Regions from separate parts of the Gossypium hirsutum genome. Here all the other regions are linked to region 3. The links are chromatin contacts, called in public Hi-C maps. All regions are on one chromosome and are shown on one strand. Each heading gives the region's core, a stretch centred on a gene start, on an enhancer-like site or on the middle of the called end of the contact. The rest is flanking DNA. Distances are from core to core; before and after follow the strand shown. Region 1 holds the start of LOC107912481 (actin-related protein 2/3 complex subunit 3). Region 2 has its middle 11 kb from the start of LOC107897926. Region 3 holds the start of LOC107912578 (protein S-acyltransferase 24).

Evidence for each region. Hi-C and Micro-C count contacts between places; a contact is called where the count stands out from the background.
Region 1: a contact with region 3 is called in a Hi-C map of leaf, with 2.4 times the contacts expected there. The contact joins the promoter of LOC107912481 here to the promoter of LOC107912578 in region 3. A contact is called at or near these places in 4 of 34 Hi-C or Micro-C datasets (hypocotyl and leaf).
Region 2: a contact with region 3 is called in a Hi-C map of leaf, with 1.6 times the contacts expected there. The contact joins the enhancer-like site here to the promoter of LOC107912578 in region 3. A contact is called at or near these places in 2 of 34 Hi-C or Micro-C datasets (both in leaf).

Annotation. Positions count from the first base shown.
Region 1 is chrD08:23,756,093-23,758,975 of Gossypium_hirsutum_v2.1, reverse strand. LOC107912481 (actin-related protein 2/3 complex subunit 3) reads left to right here and starts at 1,288. Exons shown (of 8, transcript XR_005917237.1): 1 at 1,288-1,456; 2 at 1,893-1,974; 3 at 2,090-2,198; 4 at 2,287-2,556.
Region 2 is chrD08:24,988,124-24,990,823 of Gossypium_hirsutum_v2.1, reverse strand. No RefSeq gene overlaps it. Among protein-coding and RNA genes, the nearest start is that of LOC107897926, 11 kb to the left of the region's middle. Within about 2 kb of position 1,348, at least 2 of the 9 cell types and tissues checked have an H3K27ac peak or open chromatin away from gene starts, as enhancers often do. A contact at or near this core is called in leaf, where this site is marked.
Region 3 is chrD08:24,280,736-24,283,435 of Gossypium_hirsutum_v2.1, reverse strand. LOC107912578 (protein S-acyltransferase 24) reads right to left here and starts at 1,379. Exons shown (of 13, transcript XM_016840823.2): 1 at 694-1,379; 2 at 271-411. The coding sequence starts at 993.

The sequences.
Region 1 (2,883 bases), core at 39-2,538, 520 kb after region 3:
TCTAGAAACTAATCTCCCATTCTTTAATATTGGAATCTATTGAATTGATAGAAAATAAAGTCATATTTCTCAATGCAAATCCTATGTGACATGATTAGCTTTGGAATGATGTTTCTTTTTTTTCTCTTTTTATTTTAAAGCGATAATGGGTTATTTAAATAGATGTGACGTAGGTTAGGGTTTTATTTCTCTTTTTCTTATTGTGTTGTCAATACTATTTAGGATGAATATAAATTTTTATTTTGTATAGATTATATTTATATGTTAGAAAGTTTTTATATTTGATATTTATTTTAGATATCTATTTAAAAAATCTCAAAAAAGTTAGAGTTTTTCATTTTAAAATATTTTATCAAAAAAATAGGAGGTTAAGTTTTCAAAAAAAAACAAGAAATTTGAAAATGTATGAAAAATAAATTTGGCTCCTCAAATTATATATTTTGTTTAAATAAACCCTTAAACTATTTTTTTATAGTTAAATAAATCCTTAACTTTTGATATTTACATATAAAAGTCATTGATTATAATGTTAAAGTAAAAGTATTTTGAATTTCAAACTCTTAATTTAATTTTTTGTTGATGCAATAAAAATTATATACACTTTAACATCAACATAAAACTTTAACAAGTAAATTGATTTTTTTTTAAAAGTATTAATTGCGATATGTATATATAGATTTTTCAAAAGAGTGGTTAATTATGATATTTATATAAGCACTTTCAATAAATTTTAAAATTTTATTTTATTTTACTTTCAAAAAATATTTTTTATTTTTATTAATAAACTATTTTCATCAAAGTCACATTAATAAATTAAGTTTTTAATTTAAAAATACCTTTTTAATTTAATATTAAAATAAAGGACTTTCATGAGTAAAAATAATAGGATAGATACTTATTTCAGTAAAAAAAATAGTACAAGATCTTATTTAAACAAGATATAATAGTTTAGGGGTTTTTTTTTGGATATTATCTAATAAAGTTTTTATTAATATTTTAATTTGTATAATTGGGTTTAGTTTAAGTCTATTGGGTTTAATTTTTAGTTGGGTTTGTGTTTAAATGTATATTTAGGTCTATTGAATTTGATTTTAAAAATATATTAAAATGATAGGTATTTTAAATTCGATTAACTCCACTGTAAACCAATAATTTGAGATTAGGAAACCGATTTGACCCAATTTTTACAAAGCCCCTAGTTTTGGGAATCTTATAAGTGGTGTACTGATGACAGAGGTGGGCCTTATGTCTTCTTTGTTTGATCATATGGGCCATTCCTTTTGTATTTCAATCTTCGCCTGGGCTTTGTCGTTTAATCTTCAATCTCAATTCTTATGGTAGCAGTAGAGGATCAAGAGACAGAGTTAAATGGTTTTAGCTCAAAGAAATCAAGCAAAGCCAGAGATTGCTGTTGAAACTTGGTCTCGCCCGTTTAGATGAAAAGCATTTGTTGGCAGTAAGTTGCTCCATCTTTTTCTTTTGTCCCCCCCCCCCCGCCCCCCGGTTTCCAACTTATGATTGTATTGATCAACACCCTATTGGTCAAGATCAACCACAAAATTTTTGTTAGGAACTTTTGTTGCTATATTCCCCCTCCCCCCTTTTATCTACCCTTAAACGTTTCTCTTTGCTCATACAGAATTGAATGAATTTCTTCTTACTATAATGGGTTTGCCTTGATTTTTCATTTAATGGCGTCTGTGATTTGATGGGTTTAGGTTATATTTTTCGGATCTCAGGTCTTGCTCACTTCCATGTAAAGCAACTATCTGAATTGAGTATTTCATATGTTTTTTTCTTTAATTCTTATATATTGTGGATAGGGAATTTCTTACTTTAGTGTAAAAAGTCATACTTATTGTAATTTTGTGTTTTACTGTTGTTCTTTGCAGAAACATTTGGTTGCCCTCTTTCTTTTGAGGGAAAATCTGATTGCCTCGTTTGGTTGTTTGGGAAAAGAAATCAAGGAAAATGGTATTTGAATTAATCTCTTACCTCCCCTTCCACTGCTAGATTGTGCATGTAGTTCACCAGAGTTCTAAATATGATTTTTTGGTTCATTCATTTAGAATTCGTTATTAAATGCCAGGTTTATCACTCTAGTTTTGTTGGTGAGGAAGGAATTACTAAAGCTTGTGGCTTCCCTTTACTTCCTTTGAAAAGCCATATAAAGGGTCCTGCTCCTGTTTCAGATCAAGGTTGGATTATATAACCTTCATTAGGTAGTTCTCAATATTATATTCTTCCTTAATTTTTGAGTTGGTAATTCAAGATGGTATTTTGCAGGTAAAACTGATATTGTTGATGAAGCGATCACATTCTTTCGTGCCAATGTGTTCTTTAGAAACTTTGATGTTAAGAGCCCTGCAGATAAGCTCCTTATATATTTGACTTTCTACATAAATGTGGCTTTGAAGAGGCTTGAGGGCTGTAGGACCTTGGCTGAAGGGACCAAGGCAATCATTAACTTAGGCTTGGAAAAAGTTCCCGTACCTGGAGAATCTGGTTTTCCTTTTCCGGGGCTCTTTGTGCTCCCACAGTCTCAAAAGGAAGCAGGTAAATCTCTTACTATCTTCTTTTTCATTTGATATATCATATATGTGACATTGATTACTGAAGTATTGGGTACTTGTGAAGCATGTTCCAAGCATCGTAGTGAGTTGTACTGAACCCTTTTAGTTAGCTAGCTGCCTCTTTGTACTTAAATCTTTTTCTTGTCTTCGGGCAACTATAGATCGACTTGTTTTTGCATGGAATATTGAGAATTATGCAAATAAAATGTACTTTCTACTTTCCAGTTATTGTTTCGTATAACATGTGATGCAATCCTTCTTGACTTTGTGGCTTATGCTCATCTTAACTTGAAGGATCAAGTAGTTTAAA
Region 2 (2,700 bases), core at 99-2,598, 710 kb before region 3:
ACAAACAAGCAAACTAGGTAATAAAAAGAATCCAAAATTCAAGAAAAACAAATTAAACAGATCTAGAAAATAAAAACTCGCAAATTAAACAGAAGTGTAAATAGATTAAAAAATAAAATAGAATTTACCTCATTTTTACCGTGATATGCTTGCAATTTTTTAAGTGTTATTAATCAACCAAGAAAAAGGTTTCAAAATTTTGAGTCAAATGCTTTTCAATTTTTTAAGGTAAGAAAAACAAATATGAAATGCCCAAATTACTTAATTTTAATAACTCTAATTTTTTTTTCCAATTGTAAATTTACTTCCATTTTTTTTTGCTTTCAAAAAAGAAATTAAATTTAAAAGTAAAGATTTTCAGATTTTTTTCGTCATTTCCTTCTATTTGCATGGTAAAAGGAAAGCTTATACTTTTTATTTTAGTGAGGTAGGTTAAATAATAAATCTAAGACTTAAAAACATTCGCCCTCATTGTTTTCATTTTGAAACTTAAGACGATAGTTATTTTTTCGTTTCTTAATTTACGAACGAGTTTTTTTAGTTTTATTTGTTTCATTATAAAATAAATTAAAACGTATTTCTTTTCCTGTGTTCAAAAAAAAAAAAAAAACAAGAAAAATATTGTTCAATCATGTTTCATAATTGGTATTTTTAATTTATAAGTTACAAATTGCTTCCATACCCAAAATTTTATTACTCTAAAATCTGATAAACTAATATTTAGTCTTTAAATTTGATAAAAATTCAACTTAGTCCTTCAACTTATTTTTGGTTTAGATTAGTCTCTAAGTTTGGATTCTATCTTTTTCTTCTTTTCCCATTCACACGTAAGTGCACAAAAATAATTATTTTTATTTTTAAATTATTTTTAAAATTCTTAATTTTTAAATATATATTGAATATTTTTATATTTTTAAAATATAAATTCAATCATTCATTTATAATTTCTTTTTATAATTTTCAACTTTTATTTAATTTTAAAAAATTATGTGATTCCTAAAAAAAATCAAGTGATGATGTGACATAATCTCAAAATATGGCATTTATCACCTCTTAATTATGTTTAAAAAACTAAATTATTTAATTAAATTTAATTCAAAAATGAATTTGAATAAAAATATTTAAAATAAAATTTAAAAAATAAATTACCAAATTCATGAATTAAATGTTACTAACCCTAAAAGTTAGAGATATACTAAAATTTTGGTGTCAAATATTCAAAAGCAAAAGGCAGGCAGTCCAATGTGAAAATGGCATAATAAATTTGGGTATCTCTGAGCCAACCTAAAGAGATCCCCAAACTCAAATTATTGTTGTAGTCGGCCGAAGGACCACAAAGCAAGTGGAGGCCATTGGACCATTTGCTTGGGAAACACATCTTAATTGCCATATACAGACAAAAATCAAGTCATTACACAAGGAATAGATTATAGTTTTCTTTATCATCAGCTCATTAACTGTGGTAGTTTTCAAAATTGATATGTTAATAACTTCAACTCTCAATATTTACTCATGATGTAATTTTTAGTGATAAAAAAGAGAAAAAATTGAATAATTGAATAATCACTTTATAATTTTTTTATAATTGAGTGACTAAAAAAGAAATTTAGTAATAGTTAGATTACAATTTTATAATTTTTTTATAATTGAGTGATTTTACTAATAATTAAGTCACGATGTAAAAGAGTAAGAAGAATTTATTTTTAAAATTTAATGACTAAATTACAGTAGAAAAGTGGTTAATTAATGAATTTGTCATCTTCTTCCTTTTCTTACTTAATTGGAGAATGGGAATGGGAATGGGAATTTTAAAAAATAAACCCAACTTTTCCAAATCTTCTAGATGTTTCATTATTTGATTCAAAGGTCATTTGTCATCGCATGCTAAAAACTTTTTTTTTTTATTTCTAATTGGAATTGAAATAGAAGGAAGTTGTGGCCTTTCGCGTTCAAACTAAGAAACAGAAGTTCATCTTTGTTTTATTTCTTAATTAGGAAAAGAAAAGGTGGAATATCCTAACACCTAAAATCTTCCTTTCTATTTCTCCCCTCCTTTTATTTAAACTTCCAATCAAATTTTATTGTTGAGGTGGTTAAATTTTATTTATTCATTCGATTATTATTAAAAGATAAATCATTATAAATTGATCTTCCCTCTATTATTAGGGTTACGCACACAAAACGCATCAAACATTATAGTCTTAATTACTTAGAGTTTATATAATTAAAGAAGAGGTCAAGAAAGAAAAATTAATTGATAGGGTGTTCTTCATCAAGTTTAATGACCAACTCTAATTCTGTATCAGGTATATCTTAAACTTTTGAAATCATATTATTCTAGAGATCCTAACATAATTGTTTATCCAATTTTAAGGATTTGATTTTGCATAGTCGATTAAAGAATATATATAATTAGAGATTCATATTAATTTGAAGCTTATTAAATCGATAAACATCCTAAGAGTATTTTTTTTTTCTAACGATTCTTATTACTATTTGTATATGAACATGATATATATGTTTTCATTTTTTTATGGGGGAATGATGGATGATTTAAAATTATATGATTTTTGAATCAACAAAAACCTTCGAAAACTACTAAGGATTAAAGAGAAAAAAAATACACTTTGTGGGATAAATTTTTTAATTTTCTTTTTCATTATTATTATTAAGAATTTATTAATTGATAATTGTTACTTG
Region 3 (2,700 bases), core at 130-2,629:
AGGGAACAAATATCATCTGCAGCAACAGTCTTGACTAAAATGCATAGCAAAAATATATCTTCTTTAAGCCTCAAAAGATCAATATGATTTAATGAAAACCATATACTGCTGAGTTCTACTGCTCCTAAAACATATATAAATGATGCTTATGCTGGTATAAAACCAACTTCAAGCAGAGAAGAATGTCTAAACAGCCAGCACTGTTTAGACATTTATTTACATCACTGATCACATTCCCAAATCCATTTGACAAGAACCATATAATTTCACCTGGTAGCCATAGATGTCAGCAGCATGCACCCGAGCACCCTCTTGGAGTAAAATATCAGCAACTTGTATCGCACCTCGGACTGCACTCCAATGCAAGGCTGTCTGCCCATTGTGATCTGCTGCATGTATATCTCCACCATGCTAGCAAATAAAGAAAACCCAAAAACCAGTCACTTCAACCGAATTTAATCTAATGAAAACTTCAATACCAACATGACACAGCTCAAAAGCATGGATTCCCAAAAACCATTTCAGTAAACCCATTAAAAGCCTGATCAAGCAAACTTTTTAAAGATAAGGAATCCATAAACCAGATACCCAATAAACCCAGTTGAATAATAAATACAATCAACTCCAAACTCTGACAATAAAAGGCAATTCAGAAAATCCATCAAAACAACCATAAAAAGAAGGATAAAAGACCTCGATGATGTACTGAGCAGCAGCTGTTCTATTATTCAAAGCAGCCCATTGGAGGGCATAGTAACCAAGGCCATCAGGCTCGGAAAGAGAGCGACCCTCGTACTCAACCAACCTTTGGAGCTTCTCCAAATCCCCATAAGCAGCAACCGTGTAGACATCATTCCTCAAGCTCTCATCATCAACGAAACCACCAACAACCCCATTGTTCCCTCCCCCATAATATCCATTTCCATTCGCCACAACGCCATCCGATTGCTTCAAGGGTTGAACGTCTTCAACAACCTCGATCTCCGACGACATCTCTCCAAAAAAACCCAACAACCAAAACAGTCCTAAGAAGGAAAAATCGAAATCTCCTTTCCAATTATCTCCGGTTGACTTTGTTTCTGAATAATTTTTTTTAGTTTTCTCTTAAATTGGAAAAAAAAATGAAAAATGGTGGGGCCGGTTAGGGTTTTTCGAGGAAAGAAGGAGAAGGGGAAGGGGGGGAGGAATGTGGTTGCGCTTTGGCGTCCTTTCCGTTTTGACTAAAGAGGCCGAAACCAATCGAAAGCCAAAGCGATTATCCGTAGGAATGAAAGTCAATTTCAGAGACAAGGGAAGGAAGATCCATTGCCGATTGTTTCTCTCTTTTCTTTCTAATGTTTGCTCATTGACCCCGTCAACTTTACCTATTTACATCATTCAACATGTTCCTTTCCTTTTGTCAACTTGTATTTATTTCTTATTTTACTCATTTTTCATCAACGCAACTTTGTATTTCTTATTTATATTTATACTCCTTAGTGTTATATTTTTTAAAAACCTTTATTTTCATTAAAATATTAAAAAGTTATTTTCTTGAAAAATAATTTTACAGAAAAACCCACCATCCAAATCATCTAGGAGACAGGCTTTGGAAAGTTTTATTACAAGAAGGGATTTATTATAAATAAATAAAACCTTCTACGACGTCAATAACAAAATTCATCTCATAATATTTTAGTTATTCAACTTTTTTAAATCAAAATTTTTTTCAGAAGTGGGTCAATTTTGGTATTATCTGCGAGTCACACCTTCTATTTTAATTTTTCTTAATCTCAGTCCACATTATCATAATTTTTCTCCACACTTTCGTGGATTTTTATTTTGTCCATTCAACCCTTTTCTGAAAGCAGTTTTAGTTTTAGTTTTAGTTTTAGTTTTTAGTTTTCAATCTCTAGTTATTTCTAGTGTATATATGAGATTTGACAAGGTAAGGGTACCACCCAATAGATCTATGGGAAACTATTCTCAAACAGCCTTATCATGATAGAGTATAGTGATAGTGTTTGTAAAATTAGAATCCGAGATGATGATGAAGAGGATAGACTATCTCAGACTTGGCCTTTTGTGCATCACTGATGCGGTGGGTCCCTTGGGACTCTTAGCAGTAGTTTCTTGGTTGATCCGAGTTCACTGTTAGGTTGGTTTGACCTTCACAAAATTTGCCTACTATGTTCATCCAACCTTGACAAGAATTGCCTACTATGTTTGTTTCTTGTTTGTACAAATTTGAAGATGTTTTCCAAATGAGATGCCTACAAGTTTACTAATTTTTTGAGGCATTGAGTATTAAACCAACTTTTTGTTGAGTTTCATAATTTTTAATCGACTAGCTTATTAGAGTAATCATAAATATATAAAGGAGTTGCAAATGTAAGCGCAAGAACTATAGAAAAAGGGACATATTCAAGAATCCCTTAGTCCTTACATGGTTTCGATAATTTTAGTGCCTAAAGTTGGTAGTTTTAGAATGTATGTTGATTGTAGAGCTATTAATAGTCTTACCATTAAATATAAGCATCCAATTCCTAGACTTGACGATATGCTTGATGAATCACATGGTGCATCCATATTAATTAAAATTTATCTCAAAAGGAGTTATCATCAAATTCTAATGAAAGGTGATGATAAATAGAACAAGGACTTTAAAACCAAATATAGACTTCATGAGTGGTTGGTAATGCCTTTTGGTTTAACTGATGC